Regions from separate parts of the Mus musculus genome. Here region 1 is linked to region 2. The links are chromatin contacts, called in public HiChIP or PLAC-seq maps. All regions are on one chromosome and are shown on one strand. Each heading gives the region's core, a stretch centred on a gene start, on an enhancer-like site or on the middle of the called end of the contact. The rest is flanking DNA. Distances are from core to core; before and after follow the strand shown. Region 1 has its middle 40 kb from the start of Gm31739. Region 2 overlaps Gm31596 (a long non-coding RNA gene).

Region 1 (5,692 bases), core at 2,427-4,926, 180 kb after region 2:
GAAGAAGACCAAAGATCAAGCCTTGAGGAGTTGCCAAAAGAAGGATGAGAAAAAAAGAGGAAAGAAGATGGGGGTGGGCAGCTCCAGCTGATGGAAAAGCCAAGAGTCTGGATGCCAAGAAACCTGTGCTGGCTAATTCCAGTTGTGAACTTCAAACAACCTAAAATCATCCGAAAAGAGAGTCTCAGAAGTGGTCTGATCAGGCTTGTCTGTAGAGGGTTGTCTTGGTTACCTTGATTGATATGGGGACACCCAGCCTGAGAGTTGGTAGCACCATTCCCAAGGTTTGGATCCTAAACCTCAGAAGAGTAGAGAAAGCTAACCGAACACTGAATGTGCATGCACTCATTTCTCTCTGCTCCTCAGTGTGGATGTAACCTCACCAGTTGGCTAAGTTTCTGCCATTTTGGCTTTCCACCATATGAACTGTAACCTGGAATTAACAACAGAGATGAAACCAAGACAAAGCCAAAGAAAGAGATGGTCAATGAGCACATCTGTACAGATGTGTTCAATGGTCAAGTGCAGGAAGTGGTGTGGGTGCCTACCAGCACAACAGTAAAAGAGCATGGCGCGTGAGCAGGAACTATTTCAGGATGACTAATCAAAGAAGGCCTTTAACCAGGTTCAATGGAGCATATCTAATATAAGCACACGGGAGGTAGAAGCAGGTGTTCCATATCATTCTTTGCTACGTAGCAAGTTCAAGGCCAGCCTGAGCTATATGAGATCCTATCTAAAGGCAAACAAAAGAGACAGTCTTTAAAAGCCCATTTACATTTAGCTGCTCTCATTAAAGTTATTAAGAACTCTGACTTTATTTGAGAGAGAGAGAGAGAGAGAGAGAGAGAGAGAGAGAGGGAGAGAGAGAGAGAGAGAGGGAGGGAGGGAGGAGAGGAGAAAGGAAGGAAGGAAGGAAGGAAGGAAGGAAGGAAGGAAGGAAGGAAGGAAGGAAGGAAGGAAGGAAGGAAGGAAGAAGGGAAAGGGGCTATCATTCTATCAAGGCAAACCAAAGAAAATTCTGACAGGCCATGTCAAGGACTACAAAATGTAGGGAGGCTGTAATATTTAATATTGTCTATATGATGGGACCTAGAAGCACTTAGCAACCAAGATTCATAGCACACTGGTGGAGCATTTTCTTAATCAATTAAGATTAGAAGGCCCACCTAAAATGTTGGTGGCCACAGTTCACAGGCTGGGTTCTGGGATGAGTGAAAAAGGGAGAGGATGGTCCAGGCTGCATTCACCATTTTCTTCTTCCTGATTTTGAACATGATGTAACAGCTGACTCAGACTCCTGCTGCCTAGGCTTCCATCTTAACACCCTACACTCTGAAACCTTAAGCTGAATTAACCCTTCCTTAAGTGGCTTTTGTCTGTTCTTTGTCAGAGCAATGGTAGCAATAACTGAAACATGATGTAAAAGTAGAACATACACACATGCAGGCATGTGCCTATAAATGGGTTAGAAAAATACACACAGCCATAAACGGACATACAACAGACAGAAGGGAACCTCTTCAAAAAGGTGAGGGTCAGGAACCAATGTAGAAACAAAGGCTGCAGGCACGGAAAAAGGGGGTCTAACCTCTGAAGCATCAAGAAAAGCATAAAATGTCCCATCATCATCAAGGACTTTCTAGGAGCTGCATCATAGAATACGTGTCTTCCTTCCGCCACCAGTCGGCTAAGGCTTTCCTAACACAATGCCAGGTCTGGGCAGCTTCAACAACAGAAGTCTACTTTCTCCCGAGTAGAGAGTGGGTTGGGTTCTTCTGAGGCCATTCTCTTTGGTTTGACGGTATCAATCTTCTCACTGACTCCTGACTATTGATGAATGCCTTCTTCTCACAAGAACATTAGTCACATTGGGCTATTTTGTGCCCTAATGATCTTCATTCAATGCATTTCGCCCCTTAAAGACCGCACGGGGTTAGGATGCAACTCAGTAGTAGAGAGACTGCCTGGCATGGATGTGGCCTTGGGTTCTATACCCAGCACTTAGATAGATACATGCATAGGTAGGTAGATAGATAGATAGATAGATAGATAGATAGATAGATAGATAGATAGATAGATAGATAGATAGATAGATGGATGGATATATAGGTAAATAGGATAGATTAATAGGTAAATAGATATCCCCAAATGCATATGAATTTGTGGGGTAGAGCCACGTCTCCTTAATATTTATGAAAACACAGGGTCCATGGAAAGGAAGTAAGCAAGAAATAGCGCCATCCAACTAGCATTTTGAAGATCAATATGGTAGAAATACACAAAAATAGTGGGGAAAGTGGAGGTAGGGGTTCAGGTTAAAAGACTATTTCAGTAACTCAGATCCCAGAGGCTGGACATTAAGAAAACATATACATTTCTTCCAGAGGACCTGAATTTCCACCCCAGCACTTATACTTAGCAGCCCACAATGGCCAGTAACTCCAGCTCCAGGGGATCTGATGCCTTGGTCCTCCATGGGCACTGGCATGCACATGCACTTATCTGCACAGAGACACACATACACACATAATTAATTCTAGAGAAGGTTAATAGGAAAAGGGATGTGGGTTTGTTTTAGAAGTGACCTTCTTTCTCCCTTACCTCTGGTCAGTGGGCTAGAGAAGAGGTTAAAGAGTTTGAGAATCCTAAATAAAGTAGGTTTTGAAAAATCTAAGCCTACAGTCGGTCAGTCTATCTGTCTATCCATCTCTCGCTCTTCTTCTTCTTCTTTTTTTTTTTTTTTTTTTTAACAGTACCCATTCTGAGCCATTCCACCCAGGGTGAGATGCTATCTTGTGATTTTTATTTATATTCTTCTGATTGGTAATGTTCTCTGTTTGCTCATGTACTTGTTGACAACTTGCATGTCTCTTCTGAGAGTTGTTCACACAAGTCACCAAAATAGAGACTCAACTAGAAACCCACAGATAAGCCAGGCTAGGACTAGTCCACAGTGACACATTCATGGAATTGTATGATGATATTATGTGCACCCATAGTGTGATTTAATTTTAGTCTCATCATATGCAAGAATCACAGTAAAATAACTAAAAACAAGATTTAGAAAGTCATTAAGAAATCCCACATTTTTCTAAGTCGTGCCAGTGATCTCAGTACTGAGGAGGTGGAGGCAAGAGAACTATGAAGTTCAAGGTCATCCTGCTCTATAAAGCAAGATGACAGGGAGAGGGAGGAAGGGAGGGAGAGAGGTCAGGAGAGGGCAGGAGATGGGAGGAAGGGAGGAGGAGGAAGGTAGCAGAGAGGGAGGAAAGAAGAGCCTTGTTTTACTAATATGCCTTTTGCAATCCTGTCCTTTCCTTATTCCCTGCCACTGTGCTATCATGTCTGACTTCAAAGCTGGGGGGCAGGGAGGGTCAATCCTCCTGCACCATGAGGCTGTTGCCCAGTCTTCCTTTCCTTTCTGAGAACTCCATCATGGCAAACAGCCTAGCATCCCCTCTATAAAAAGGAATCTTGGGAGGGAGGGAGAGGTTTGATTCACTTGGGCTGAGGAGGGATCGGTCACTGGGGGAGGGGCACCCCACACTGTCGCTTTTGTCGCATCACAAACACCTCTTGTAGTTTTGGTTTCCATCACGTTGTCATGAGGCTTTACAAGTCGGTGACTGTCCCTGTGTCACCTCCATTACTGTGATACAATCACTAACAAAAGTAACTCAGGGGAAAAAAAGGTTTACTGAACTCACAATTTGAGGTCACACTGCATGACTCAGTCACATCATATCTAAGGGCAAAGACAGAAATAATTCATGCCTGCCTGGTCCGCAGCTCATTCTCACTCTCCCTAGATAAGCCAGAGCCCAACCTAGGGTATGGTACCTCCCAAAGTGGGCTGGGTCTTCCCACAACAATTATCCTAATTAAGAAAAGTCCCTCCTAGGAATGCCCTAAGGCCAACCTGATGTACACATGCTCTACGAGGCTCTCTCATGCTGTGATTCTAGACTGTGGAAGGCCCATCATTAGAGCTAACCATCACAGTCACCAGGAGAAAAAGTGTGGAGGGAGGTGGAGATATGATTGTGCACAATTAGAGCAAGGCCATCTTCCCACTCTCTAATAGCCTAACCACAGACAGATGACCACACTGTGGTTATCTGCCCTGATAACACCCAGCCACAAACCAGCAAATGCAGGCAGAAGAGACTTCAAAAGAAGCAAACGAAGTGGCTGGCCCTGCCTAAAAAGGCACAACTCCTGTAAACAAATGTGCTCTGCTTTGAGCATGAGCCACTAAGCAATCCCAAGTAACTTGCTGCTGCGTTAGGTCACTCACCCATCAGTGGGGAATATTTTCATTCCAATCAAATAAGAAGCTAATGAAGCTATGTAAATAGTGGTTCCATCACACCACTAACCTGCTATGTTGGGGCCACTCTGAGCTCTTTTGTGGTAAGACTCAAAAGAAATAAAACCTAGAGTGGAAGATGGAAAAGAAGAGGCCCCAACCTTACTCCCTTCCTCAGCAATTTTATCGCCTCCAAGTCCTGAAGGAATGTGTTTCCCTCAGAGGTCTCATCTCACCTCTGCCACAGACTGAATTCAATCATCCCAAGTGCCTTCTTGCTACAACTCTCCACTACAGATTGCAAAAATCTAGGAAACTGGGATCTTCTTTTTTTTTTTTTTTTTTATGTTTTCTAGGTGCCTAGAAATGTTCTACCTAACAGTTAGGTAAGTGGGTGAGCACTCACAGAAAAGCTGGGGTTGTGATTCAGTGCTGCAGTATATTACATCCCAGAATGACTATATCTAAGTGATTTCCTATAACTTAGAGCCTGGGTAGTTCTCCAAAGATGCTATTTCTAAACAGCCAAAGGTTAAGTCATTTTGTTTCCTAGAAAAACAGTGGGGGTAAAACAGGAAGTCAGTGGCAAATTGGGAAGAAGAAGCTTTACCCATTCCTCAGCCATGTGTGGAAGAATATTCTCATATTATCTGACCTTTGATGGGGAACTTCCCAAACTGCCTCTAACTCCGTTCCATCCAGCAAACCTCTCTGAATCATTCAAGAGCCATGTTGGTGTGGGAAGTTATTGCAGCAATGTTTTTCTTAAATATTGCAAATGTTTCAACATCTCAGAGACGCTGCTCATGGCTTGAGTCTCCTGCATCTGAACATATAAAAATCCAACACCTGAAATTCTTTAGGTTAAGCAAAACAATTGAGCCATCTACGAACTCACCTGCATTTGGACCACCTACCAGTCTGGATAGATACGGGTTTGATGGCTCCCCAAGAAATTATTAAGAGTCCCCAGGTTCTGATCTAGAGAGATCTCCTTCCTTAACCACCTCTCACATGACCTTACACACCAAAACAGCTCAGAGACTCACGACAAGAGAATAAATGACTGCTGTCTGACCAGCCTAAAATGGGACAACATTCCTCCAAGGCTCAGAAATATTGTGACAGGTTGGGAAGAAAGCCTCTGTAAGGCCCAGAGAACGAGCTGGAGTGGTGTCTCCCAAGCAAGGCATGGCCAGTGCCCTCTTGAACTCTCGACAGCTATGATTATCTGCACAAGGCTTACACAAGATTGCACCCATAAACATTCCATCGTGGAGGCGCTAAGCACTCATTAGGTTTTATCCCTCCTTGAGTTACAGTTGTTGGGAGAGAAAGAGGTATTTTCTTAGCCCAAATTCCTATAAATGACCGTTCACC
Region 2 (5,594 bases), core at 2,780-5,279:
ACATGGCCAAATGGATGAGTGGATTAATAGATAGTTTGCACATGTATATATTCTATATATAATCATGACCTTTTCACATTTTTATCTCATTAGCACTCTAAAATCTTTTATCAGTTTTAAATCTGTTTCCACAGAAAATTTCTAACTACATATTGCTCCAGACTTTTGTAAACTGAAAAAAAAAAATACATATGCTTTAGACAAGTTCTGTTGTAATTCTGTTTCATGGCTTTTAGAAATTGGCTCAACAACTGAATTATTTACATCACTTGAAACAGACAAACAAGCAGCAAGACATTTAAAACCTATTAATGTTCCATCTGCTCAAATCCCTGCACTACCTAAGCAGAATCCATCTCTATAAGGTTGTATTTCACAGTAGCAAACTATATTTGAGCCTCAATCCTCTAGCTTATGATTTGTGGGGTTAATGAAGTATTCCCTTTGGCATTTGTATTGCTCAACATGGGAAATCTCAATATCTGAGATCTGGTATTTAAAATAATGAAATATTTTCACTACAGAAGATTGAAAGCTATACATGTATGAGCAGATATGCATGCACACACACATACACACAGAAGCACATGTGTACACGTGCAAGCACACACACACTCACACCCAGGCTCCATCCACTACTGTTGTAGGCCACCCTTCCACCACTAGTACACAGTTAGGTGTCAAAGCTTTGACCATCAGATTCTTTATGACCCTGATCCAGCTTTGTAGCATGAATCCATGTCCACAGGCCTTCACCCATATCTATCAGATAGCGAAATATCTTGAATTTCATTTCTAACTTCCTTGATATGAGGAGTAAATAAGTTGAGCACATATTGTTCAATAAACGTATAATGTCACTTCTATCAACAATAGCTGCTGTTGGCACACACACACACACACACACACACACCAGTTAAATATGTTGTCCTTCCTGTTTCCTTTGTATGGAATAGCATGAGGTCTTCAAGCTATTAAAGTAGTCAGTTACAGTGAAGAGTTCAACTGTGAATGCCAGCTTCATTACTATTAAGAAAGTAAGTGTTCCTCATAACCACAAGTGTGACAATGTTAATAGTTTATCTAACATGTGATATGACCATATATGGATAGAGTTGTAACATTTCTTTCTGTACAGTGTAAGTTACATATATATATATCATGTTATCATGTATTTTCTCTGGGGTCCAACAGGAATGTAGTTAAATAGAAAGTACTACTTAACAGCATTGGTAAAACAAAAGCAATGTTTCCAAAACAATAGTTTGGGGACTTTCAATGTGATTGAATACTTTTATGAATAAAAAAGTTGAAATGTATGAAAGTTGAAGATTTCAATCTAGAAAACATTTTATTTTACAATCTCTTATAAGCTAAAGACCTTGGTTTCCCCTAGAGGCTCTGAAAGAACTAAGTTAAACAGGCATTGCATTGTGTATAAGCAAGCTTGTGTGCCTGGGAAAGGCACAAGGTAGGCTAAAACAGGCTCGAGACAGATCAATTAGCTGTGAGCTACAGGTAACACCCGATGGCCTAAATGAATTCACTGTCTTGTAAACGCTAAGCAACAGTCAATGACAAGACCGTTCGCTACTGTTGGCCTGATGACCATGGCTGCGCTGATTCCCTGGCCCCAGCAGCATTTTCTTCCCATCAACCTGCAGACTCTGATTCATCACACTAAAAACTCATAGCGGCATTTGTATGAGGTATAAGGTAACGTAGAACAAACTGCAACTTCCATTCTAGATCGCTTCCAGAAAACTGGCAATGTCTGAAGGCTGCACTGTACATGCACCAGCATCATTCGAACACCCAGGGAAGCAGAATAAGACATTCAGAGGAGGAATAATGCAAGCACCTCAGTCAAGCTGTTCCCAACATCTGTAGACAGAAGCCTGTGCAGGGACAGTGTAATGGTTCGTATATGCTCGGTCCAGGGAGTGGCACGATTAGAAGGTGCAGTCTTGTTGGAGTAGGTGTGTCACTGTGGCTGTGGGCTTTAAGACCCTTCTCCTAGCTGCTTGGGAGAGAGTCTTCCATTAAAAGCCTTCAGATGAAGATGTAGAACTCTCAGCTCTGCCTGTATCATGCTTTGTCTAGATGCTACCATGCTCCCATCTTGATGATAATGGACTGAACATCTGAACCTATAAGCCATCCCAAATCAAATGTCATTCTTTATAAGACTTGCCTTGGTCATGGTGTCTGTTCACAGCAATAAAACCCTAACTAAGACAGCCAGCCTGGCCTGGAATGCAAACACCTCATTCAAGCTGTTCCCAGCAGCTGTAGGCAGAAGCCTATGCAGGGCCAGCCTGGCCTGGAATGCCCTTGGTCCTGCTACACACATTCTTGTAGAAAAGAAGCAAGTATTAAAATATTTATAACTAGATCGCCAGACGATTCCAGATAAATGCTTTAATATTACTATCATTTTCCTTATTGTTTTTTTTAAAAAGGGGGGGGATAAAAAAGTTCTATCTAAAAATAAGTTGGCATTTTTTTTTAATCAAAAGAAAATCCTTAAACTATGTATGACTTCAATTAAATGTTCTTTTGGAAGCTGTAAAACACAGCTTCTCGGTGGTTGCCATGAAAGAAATAGAAGTTTAAACCAACAGCATTGGCAACACAGGGCACGATGGCAGCTGGGTAAGACCTTCCATCAGTCATCTCTCCACAGAAGCTTCAAGTTGAAGTTATTCACACACCAAAGTATCGCTACAGGAGCCTAGGAAACTAGATGAGGGAATCCCAGGACCTGGTTTTAGCATAAGAGGAGAGAGCTGCATAAGAGATCGGAAGAGTTACTCGTACTGCCATTCTCCCAGCTCCATGCACTAGCAGGATGGTTGGGAACATCCCCTGCTTGGGAGAGAAGAGAAGTGAGACCAGGATTTAAATTTACAACCTGTACCAGAAAAGCCATGCTGAGGACAAAAGGTGGATGGGGCTCAGAATGCCCTTCGGCTCCACCCCACCCAGCCCCACCCCACCCCTGCCCCAGCTCCATGTCAGCCAGGTGAGCAGTCCACTGTTTATAGAACCCCTCTACAGCTTCAGGCAGCACCACACACCACAGGCAGAACTCTCAGCTGCAGGGGGAAGATTGAAAAAGTAAAAACAGGACTCTATCTTGGACCTCTGAGGTGTCAGGCTCACTACAGTAAAACCCAAAATCAGGAAGAATCCAGGGACACCTTGTCCCCTGGCCAGTGTTTGTAAACAGTGTCTGGACCTGCCCCAGCACCAAGGAAAGACTCCTGTCCCTGTAGGAAAGTCTCCTGTTTCACTCTGCACACCCCCAGCTGTGGAATGGGCCTGGGGCACTTATCCAAGGTTGTGCAGGTTCCTAAAGCCACAAGACTCAGAAGCAAGCAAGCTTATTGTCAGCTTTAGCGACTAAGGCACTGACTGGCCACCTTACCATGCTCCAGCCTCAGGAATCACAACAGACAGAGCAATTATCTTCTTGGGGAAAGAAAAAAAGAGCTGGATAACAAGTGATGATATGGGGACGTAAACCCAGTCCCTCCTTGATTGAGGCGCAGAAGCAGGCAGCTCCCTGCAGCACTTGGTCACAGACTAATAACTGTGGGTGAGACCTGTGGGCTGCCCTGGTGAGGGTTCGCAAGTGAATCTGTAAAGAACTCCAAGTTTGTTTTGAACATCATTACCAACAGCAGCTTTTGGATTGATTCTTGTTTGGTGCTCCAGTATAAACATTCGACAACACACCAGTCACATATAGCCAAACTTCCTTACTTACGGTACTATCTAGTACTGATTCAGCTGAAATGACCAGAGTTTCACTAGAATTAGAGGCATAAAGCCAAAGGATGTGGACAGAAGCAAGCACCTAGTGCCTCAAGGAATAAGCAGCTGTGTTTACCAACATACACCACAAACTGGCCAAGAACAGTGATCCCACATAGCTGAGTCCATAGCAGACAATATGTGTGGGCTGTTGCACTGAGAACCCAAGGTTTATTTTAAGCTCTAAGTGGTGGCACATGTCTGACTGTCCCTTCAGTCCCAGAGTCTGAGAGGTGCATGAGGAGCATGAAGCTGAGGCTGGCAGCAGCTCAGACTAAGACCGTGTCCCAAAATTATCTCAAATGTTTTCAAAGCTGAAATCACACCAAGTACCTTTTCCAACCACAATGGAATAAAACTAGAAATCAATAGGGAAAACTGCCAAAATTACACAAACACAGGAAAATTAAACAACTTCTGAAACACCAATTGATGAGAGAAGAAATTAGGAAACTTTTAATTATCAAACCAAATAAAAGTTATCAGTACGTTTGCCAGGATGTATCGGGCACAGCAAAGACATCAGGAAGAGGATGTGGCTGAGGTTGAAGAGAACACCAAGAAGATGAAAAGACATCTCTGTCCATGGATTAAGAGAATCATGGTAGCACTTCCAAACTCGCAAAGCGACCTACATTGCCATCACCACAGTGTGGTCTCTATCAGAACATCAGTGACAGCCTTCACAGAAGCAGCAAACCACACAACCTTCTTCACAGCCACAGCAGCCTTGAACAAAGAGGACAAAGCAGGAGACATTGTATTACCTCACTTCCAAAGTCACTAAAAGGCTTTAGTTGTCAAAAAAATATGATACCTGCATAATAGTAGACACATAGACCAACACCCAGAGGAACGAACACCGATGCCAATTCAAGCATCTGCAACCAGCAGAGTCTAGAAAAAGTGCTACAAGTGTACAATGGATAAAAGATAGCCTCTTCAGTAAATTAGATACCCAAAATGCAGAAGATTATACTTTACGCCTGTATCTTATAGTGTAGCCAAAGACAATCCAAAATATCAAAGGTCCACAAAGATTTAAGGAAGAAAAGAGAGAAGGAAGGGAGGGGAGATGGAGGATGCAAGAACAAAGGGACATAGGGTGGGAGGGAGGAAGGGAGGGAGGGAGGGAGGGAGGGAGGGAGGGTGTAAATAAGGACAGAGGGGGAAAGTAAAGAAAGTCAAACCATGATGAAACTTCTTCAAGATGTGGTACAAACAAAGATTTTTTTTCACATAAGATCCCAAAAGCATAAGCAAAAATGAACAAACACCCAAAACGAGTGCTATTCTTTGTTCTTCACTGAAGTGAAATACCTGAGCTAATGAGATTATGAAGAGGAAGGGTTGGGTAGGTTTCAATTCACAATTCAATGGTCCTACATCTTTAGGCTCACGGAGAGAAAACAGATCACTACAGGAAACATGGCAGATCAAAAACTTTGCCTCATGACTCAGGAAGCAAAATGAAGAGAAAGCCAGGGTTCCACCATCCCCTTCAAAGGCACTGTTCCCTAAAATGTCCTCCATTAGACCCCACCTCTTATTTTTCCTACCACCTCCTAGTCCCCAACTTGCACATCAGCTGTTTAGTACATGGGTTCAGGGACCAAACCAAACTCAAACAGTCCTTCATGGTAAAGGAAACAGTCATAACTAAAAAGACAGCCAGGATATTGCAAAAAGTGAAAACTATTTGACCAACAGTGTATATGGAACCCAAGAACTCCAAAGTTACAAAAACATATTTTTTAATGTCCTACAAACAGCCA

Evidence for each region. HiChIP or PLAC-seq counts read pairs in DNA pulled down with a chosen protein or histone mark.
Region 1: a contact with region 2 is called in an H3K27ac HiChIP or PLAC-seq map of heart atrium, with 8 read pairs. The contact joins two enhancer-like sites. A contact is called at or near these places in 1 of 484 Hi-C or Micro-C datasets (liver) and 2 of 115 datasets of contacts at active chromatin or transcription factors (embryonic stem cells and heart atrium).

Annotation. Positions count from the first base shown.
Region 1 is chr3:152,025,680-152,031,371 of GRCm38.p6, forward strand. No RefSeq gene overlaps it. Among named protein-coding and RNA genes, the nearest start is that of Gm31739, 40 kb to the left of the region's middle. Within about 2 kb of position 3,677, at least 15 of the 459 cell types and tissues checked have an H3K27ac peak or open chromatin away from gene starts, as enhancers often do. A contact at or near this core is called in heart atrium, where this site is marked.
Region 2 is chr3:151,847,527-151,853,120 of GRCm38.p6, forward strand. All of the region lies in intron 2 of Gm31596 (a long non-coding RNA gene), which reads right to left. Among named protein-coding and RNA genes, the nearest start is that of Ptgfr, 13 kb to the left of the region's middle. Within about 2 kb of position 4,030, at least 8 of the 459 cell types and tissues checked have an H3K27ac peak or open chromatin away from gene starts, as enhancers often do. A contact at or near this core is called in heart atrium, where this site is marked.